Linked DNA regions of Hordeum vulgare: region 2 is linked to region 1. Evidence: chromatin contacts called from public Hi-C data. All regions are on one chromosome and are shown on one strand. Each heading gives the region's core, a stretch centred on a gene start, on an enhancer-like site or on the middle of the called end of the contact. The rest is flanking DNA. Distances are from core to core; before and after follow the strand shown. Region 1 holds the start of LOC123443151 (sodium/calcium exchanger NCL1-like). Region 2 has its middle 98 kb from the start of LOC123443153.

Region 1 (3,798 bases), core at 606-3,105:
TTAGTACACTTTGCCTTTGATCTTTGGAGAAAGTAGGTCCTTTCTGTTACATAGAAGCAATCAATGTGTTACTGTTGGTAACCTAGATATCATGCAAGGATTAACGTAATGCATCATGAAGTCGGTAGTAAAATTTAATAAAGTGATTTGTCTGATGCTAATTTCAGAGGAAGTGTACCAAAAGGCTATTTGCAACGAATTCCAACTGCAAATTAATAACTCGTCAGGATGTACAATTCCAAGGAAAAATAAGACGGGCGCACAAGAAATCCACAAGGTACCAAAAATGCACTGCAACTCAAAACATACAGAAAAGATCGTGTTGGGGAAAACGGCATGCACTCATCAGGAAGATGGATAATGCTAATAATAAGCTCTATTATATTAATTTTCAGGTAAAAATAATAATATGTTTACCATTACTTCAAAAATGCATCAATAATTCATCTAGATGATACATATGATGTACCGTCCCACAATATCACAAAACAATTAACTGTAACATGTTAGCTGATTAACTGACCGACTAATAGAACACCTTCCGCATACACTAGAGATGATACCTACCCATCACCAAGACACCAACAATTGATCAGCAAACTAATTGGCGATATGGTTCCTTTTTCCCATAATATTTCAAAAGTTGTTCTCAAAGAATCACTGTTATTACTATACAAAAATACCGATCATAGTCAAGAGAACCCCACAAAACAAGAGAGAAAAGCAGTTCGAAGCCATCAGACAATCCTTCATGTGCAGTGGACAAAGAAAGGTAAATTATGCAAAGAAGATAACAAGAAAAGATTTAGAATAGAAAGTGGGGAAAGTCAAAGGCCGGTGACTACAAGTGCTGGTGAAACTTAAGTAAAAGTTAATGAACCGACAGATTCCAGAGAAAGCAGGGCGTAATTTGCTAGCTCTGTTTGTCCGTGGGCGTGGGTGGTTGGTTGGGGCTTGATGTTTGGTTATGAATTAGTACCAATCGTATGGTCTCCAAATAGGATAGGCTACTTTTGGGTTAATCCATGCATGTGCCAACGAAAAGAGCAAGCTGATGAGATCAGCAAGAGAAACTGGGCTAGTGCACAAGGCCAAGGTCTACCAATGGGAGTCATACAGCTTATTATGCTCTGATCCAATCAGATCAAACCAGAGGGTTCAGATCTGAAACAAATCAAAAACCGAAGAGCGCAAACATAAATGGTAGGAATTGCGTTTTACTCTTCAATCTGTTATCAACAAGCATTCACTCTTCGGTAAGATAATACTAGTATTTCTAAAGATCAGCTCGGAAGTTGCTTGAAGAGCAAATCATTCTCTCCTTCAGGGAGAGCTAGTTGCCTTGAACGAGGTGTGTTGGGTAGAATTTAAGCAAGGAAGCGAGGGCGAGCATACCGAGCACGAGGAGGGCGTCGGGGAGGGCGCCGAGGATGGGGAGGAGGAGGCCGCCGACGAGGCCGGGGCCCATGATCTCGAGCAGCAGCTCACTGCCGGCCGACAGGAACGTGGCCGCCTTGAACATGAGGAAGCCGTAGGTGAGCACCAGGAACATGTTTCCGAACACGGTGGTGGTGCACGGAAGGAAGCCGTACGACTGCTCGCACTCCTCGGCCGCGGCGGTGGCCGGCGAGGAGGAGTTGAGGCGGATGGCGGCCGAGGACAGGGGGGACGCGAGGATGGAGGAGGACGGGGTGGCGGGCATGCCGTCGGAGATGAGGCGGCCATAGGCGGCGACGGCGAGGAGGGAGATGAGGAAGGGGACGAGCGGGAAGGAGCGGCGCTGCCGGCGAATCGCCATTGCGACGGAGGAGGTGGGGGCGGGGCGTCGCGCGCTAGTGCTGGGGAGTGCGGGTGGGTGCGCGTAGCCTTATATGGTGCGATCTGAGAGATATTTTAAATTTTACTATTTTATTTTCCTTTTAGAAAGTTCCTATTCCATTTTTTACCTTCCTTTTTCTGGCGGGAAGAGAAGAGGCTGCACGCGGATCCTTTAAAGAATCCAACAACATGATGATATGGCAAGTTAAACAAGCTAAAAGTAAATATTCCTTGATTATACAGTATTTTTGGAGCTGTAAATATTCTTTCCTTAGCCGTAGCGTGCACTGTGCCATTGTTACTTTCCTTTCTACGCTCAACACACAAAACTTCATGAACACAATTGTGTCAAAATAATGATAATTCAAGAACACAAGAGAAAACTGCATAGCTGCATAAAATTGAGACGTCATATATCATATAAATTACTAAAGTAAGTTAACAAAAACACTTGAAAATCATAATTTGGATATATATTTATATGTAGTGAAGTGTATCATCGGTCCATAAACTATTTCGAGTGTCTACATAGATCCTAAAACCTTGAAAATCATCATCGAGGTCATGTAAGTGCATTGCCGAGTCATGCAAGTCCAAATCTGCCATGTCACCATTTGATCGTCCCAACTAGCGTGTTGACAGTGACATGTCAGACAAGGGACACGTTGGGAGTGTGGACCAAATATTTGCAGAAGTTTCCCCCACATTAGATCTATGTTTTCCCATTTCCACTCCTTCATTTGTTTCTATAAATCTCTTTATGGGCTTTACAAGCTTGAGGGTGAGCAAGTGTCAAGCAACGGTGCCTCGAGAATACGGGTAGTTGGCGAGCAAGATGGAGATGATGGTGTTTGTGGTGAAAAGAGGTGGCTCCTTCTCTAGGTCAATGGTGGCGACAAAGACATCGACATTTGTAGGTCGGAATAGCATGTAAGCATACCATCATTCCGGGTGGCCAACACCAATTCACGACTCACGCAACTCAAACCTCTATCGCTTGTTATTGGGATCTCGTCCCCAGAGACAACACATGCTTGCTTGCACCAACGACGGAGACATGTCCTAGGCAGGCCTTGTCGTGGCATGGGGCGTCAGGCTCAAGTCCCTCCCTTACTATAGCATTTAATGTAGCTACATTGCTACCATAAATGAAGGTTGCTTGGGCCGACCTGGACCTTGGGCTGTTTTTGGCGCCACTAGTGCTTGCACCTTTAGGTGTGGGCTAATTCCTATCATGGTGGCCTTCTCATACTCATGGGCTTCGACCACGTCTATATAAACCATAGTGGCCTCTCTAGTGTTGAGTTGACCTTTCTAGTGTTGAGTTCGGCATGCTCAACTGATTTGCCTCCACCATAGTGACACGCCTGTAGGAGATATGCCCTAGAGGCAATTATTATTGTTGTTATTATTATTTACCTTCAGGTTTGTAATTTATGTTTATGATCTATGCTATAATTGCAATGGTTTTTGAGTTTGTATCCAAGAGACTCGGAAGAAAACTCATGTGCATGTGTGGAATAATAAACGGTAAAAGGATTCCTAGTCACGCCTCTAAGACAGCTCAAGTGTTGCATGATGGTTCCATTTTCGATCATGGGCATGAGTATGCCGACAATTTTGAGGACATAATGTTAGAAGAACACTTATGTTGAACCGACCCAATTCTTGTTATGCTATGAGATACATTCGTCACAAGCTAATGGTTTATAACACAGAGAAAGTTAAATGTTTGCATAATTCCTTAGACCATGAGGGTATTGGGTTCCTTCATACTTGCTTCGTGAACTTTGGGGTTGTTAAACATCATCTATAGTACGGTGGCTATTATGAAGCTTATGGGGTCACGGAGAAGTATGACAAGGCCTAGATAGCTCAAGATTGGGATTTGATTCTCCGACAATGGAGAAATATTCTTGGGGCCCTCTTGGTGTTAGGCTAACCATCATCGTCTGGCTAGACATTGTAATTTGATCACAA
Region 2 (3,798 bases), core at 385-2,884, 130 kb after region 1:
GCAACAGAGTGGGACCTGCCAGTTGTCACTTGTTTTTTTAACACATTACAGATGGAGACCCTTATATATATTATTTGTATGAACGCTTTTAAAAGATTAAGCCGACATGTTATCTTGAGATCGATGAAGTCGGCATAAACATCTTCGTAGTCCACATGAACGTCTCTTCATTAAATACACATCGTCAAATGTTTTGAAATAAATGGTCTGAAATAATTCAAATTGCCAGCTGCGGCTTCGCATCCATACTGCATACCCACGTAACATGGGTGGTTACGCAGAGCCATGTGTATGGCATGATCTGCCTTTGTTGCCGTTACAAACTATAAATGTATATTTGTATGTCAAAACCTTGAATCATGCATGTTACATGTCCCCATACATCAAGGGGATGCGTGAGCCGCACCGACCTCCTAGCGTGCTTTGACTGCCCAATTGCCCATGATAGAACGAGGCAACCGTTGCATCCATTTCGGAGAAAAATACACCATAATTGCTCTTTTTTCATGAACAAGATCAGGAAACGGTTTGGTACAGCCGAAATGGGTGTCTCATGTGAACTCTCAAGTTAAAATTGCTGGCTGTGGGTGACAGGTGATGGCCACACACTTGCGACAATATGCATTATGTTTCTTGCCGGCATATTTGAAAACTGGTTTTGTGCATGCCTACCTTAGATTTCACATGGTTTGGACACACAATTTTATTATATTAATTAACGTAAAGAGTTAAAGTTTTTGCCTTGTCTATAAAAAATCGGATATAGGTACTTACACACCTTGGCAACATGATAACTAGTTTAACTAATTATTATCATGTGCTATGAATGTAAGTCGCATTGCGACTAATTTTCTGTCCCGGTTAGCAATGAAATCAATGCTTATGTTCTAGTTCAATGGCCCTGTTTGGATACTCTAACTTGGTTAGAGTTAGATTCTAACCCTTGAACTAACCTTAACTAACTCTAAGTCTAAAGGTGTTTGGATGGAAGGGTTAGATTGACAATAAATGCTCTTTTTTAATCATTTGGCTACTTTGAATCTCTCTCTTTTCCTGGACCCCACCTACTCTAACCCAAAAAAGCACCTCTTGGATGGGTTAGAGTTTTTGGGTGGGTTAGATACATCTAACCAACTCTAACCCACCTGTTTGGATCTTTTAAGGGTTAGATGACTCAAATCTAACCCACTCTAACTCTAACCCTATGATCCAAACAGGGCCAATGTGTTTGTTTGAATTCTTTGAAAAAGAACCTATGACCCAATGACAACCGGGTCCTACTCTTTTTTTTGCACAATCAACTGGGCCCTACTTGCAAGACATATGAATCTTAAGTTATCGTGACATTGTGTGCGCGGTTTCGCTCGACAAGTTTCATGTCCATATGGAGCGCACTATATATGTGATATGAAGGTTGTCCATACGACGACTCTGCCAGATCATTCTAAGGTTCATCAACTCATACATTTCCCAATCCATGCCATGCTGGGATGAAACCTAATCTTTGTGATGGTTTTAAGTTAAAACTCAAAATCATGTCCTAGTCACCCGAGTTCACTAACCCTTCAGATCTGGATAAGCTCAGTTTAAATGAGCACGTATAACGTCAGCACTTATTGCTACGTCCACACAACTACCATGGCAGTGCAAGTTGGAGGCACCCGGTGGCTTTCCATCATCACCAAGTCCTCCTCACCTTTATCAAAGAAAGAAGATGTCCTTGTCGCCTTTCTACATCATAACGAGATCGCAGCGACGCTAATCCGTTTTTGACTAACAAACATAAATTAGTGGCACAGCTTGGACAGATCGCAGATGAGCATGAAGAAAATGGCTCGCAGGCTTTGGAATAAACTAACCGCGTCACACGCAGCTTTTGAAGGAAGAAGCGGCACAAAAGCGTTGGCTCCGCGGAATGCCCGCGTTTCCGCCAAATTTGTATTGATGTTTAACACACACGTTAAATAAGTATCGCGTTGAAAAATTAGTTTATTTCACCCCCTATCATTTCAGGCGCTTCAACAAAGACGTAAAAATCGTGCGCGCGTTTGTCATCGCGCGTCGTTTATTTGTTGCGCCCGCTCCCGCACGCTGCATACTCGAGCGCCCGCTCGCAACTCCACCTACCCATCCAGCCGTGGTGCCGCCGCCGCCCGCGCCACCCCATTTTTGCCGGCGATCGTTCTGGCACTTCCCCGGCCTATCCCCCGCGTCGCCGCTGCTTCCTCCGTCTCTCTCTAGTCACCGCCGCCTCTCGCGCGCGGCAGCCGTCCGAAGAACAGCGCCCGGCCGCCCACTGCGGCTCGACGCCCGCAAGGTGTTCGACAAAACGCCCGCAAGGTATGTATTGGATTCGACTATACATTTTTTACATGAGTTTGTTGTATTGAAAGATAAACTATTTGTTGGAATTGTAATAAACTATTTGTTTGATTTGTAACGAAATTGAATTATTTTTGTTGATTTATTTTGTTTGTGTTTAATCTTTTTTATTGTGTTTTGAGCGCATATGTTGTTTGAGCGATAGTGCGCGCTGCATTTTAACGTACCTGCTGAAACTACGCGTGCGCTGCATTTTACAGCGGCCGCTAGAGCCAACGTTGGCCGCCGCGCCAAAACAGATGAAGGACGCGCCACAAACTGATTTTTAGGGTGTCACGCGTTGGACCGCTGTTGGAGATGCTTTTATATTGCGATGCGCTAGGAAGCATCTACAGTAGCATATAGTTAAGAGCATCTCCAATAGCCGTCCAACGCGCGGCGCGCTAAAAAATAGTTTGTGGCGTGATGTCCGTCTGTTTTGGCGCGGCGACCAGCACTCGCTCCAGCGACCGCTGTAAAATGCAGCACGCGCGTAGCTCCAGCAGGCGCGCTAAAATGCAGCGCGCGCTATCGCTCAGACAACATATGCTCTCAAAACACAATCAAAAAGATCAAATACAAATAAAATAAATCAACAAAAAATAGTTCAATTTCGTTATTACAACTCAAACAAATAGTTTATGTTTCAATACAACAAATAGTTCAACAATACATCATCAAACGCACAAATCATGATGCTCTTTGTCGGTCATTCCATGTCCACCACTCCTTGATGAGATCCTTCTACAAATCATTATGTGTTTCGGGACGCCGAATGGCATGATAAGAGGAAACAAAACGGGCCATCCTTTCAGCCCTCCGCCGCACTCGCACGGGATGTCCCAAGTGCTCATAGTGAGAGTAGTCTAAATCTTGGCCACACTCATTCTCGATGATCATGTTGTGCATGATCACACAAGCGTGCATGATGTACCAAAGCATCTTTTGATCCCAAAATCTAGCCGGTCCTCTCACAATAGAAAATGGGCTTGCAAAATCCCAAAAGCTCTCTCCACATCTCTTCTAGCCACCGCCTAGGCATTGTGGAAATAAAAAAAAATCTTACCTTCTGGTTTTTTCAACGGCTTCACAAATGTTTGCCACTTTGGATAGATGCCATCCGCAAGATAGTAGCCATAGTTGTATGTACGACCATTTGCTACAAACTGCACCGGTGGCAGTTCACCATTTGCAATCTTATTCATGAGTGGTGACCGGTTGAGAATGTTGATGCTATTCAAAGATCCAGGCATTGCAAAAAAAACATGCCAAATCCAAGTCTCTTGATCGGCCATCGCTTCAAGGATTATAGTGGAACCCTTTTTTGGCCATGGAATTGCCCATGCCATGCCTTAGGACAATTCTTCCAACTCCAATGCATGCAATCTATTGAGCCAAGCATACCTGGGAAGCCACGAGCTTTGTTCATCTCCAATA

Evidence for each region. Hi-C and Micro-C count contacts between places; a contact is called where the count stands out from the background.
Region 2: a Hi-C map of leaf shows a contact between it and region 1, with 8 times the contacts expected there. The contact joins the enhancer-like site here to the promoter of LOC123443151 in region 1. A contact is called at or near these places in 4 of 6 Hi-C or Micro-C datasets (all in leaf) and 1 of 1 datasets of contacts at active chromatin or transcription factors (embryo).

The regions. Positions count from the first base shown.
Region 1 is chr3H:109,123,925-109,127,722 of MorexV3_pseudomolecules_assembly, forward strand. LOC123443151 (sodium/calcium exchanger NCL1-like) reads right to left here and starts at 1,856. Exons shown (of 7, transcript XM_045119434.1): 1 at 1,396-1,856. The coding sequence starts at 1,798.
Region 2 is chr3H:109,254,812-109,258,609 of MorexV3_pseudomolecules_assembly, forward strand. No RefSeq gene overlaps it. Among protein-coding and RNA genes, the nearest start is that of LOC123443153, 98 kb to the right of the region's middle. Within about 2 kb of position 1,635, at least 2 of the 3 cell types and tissues checked have open chromatin away from gene starts, as enhancers often do. A contact at or near this core is called in leaf, where this site is marked.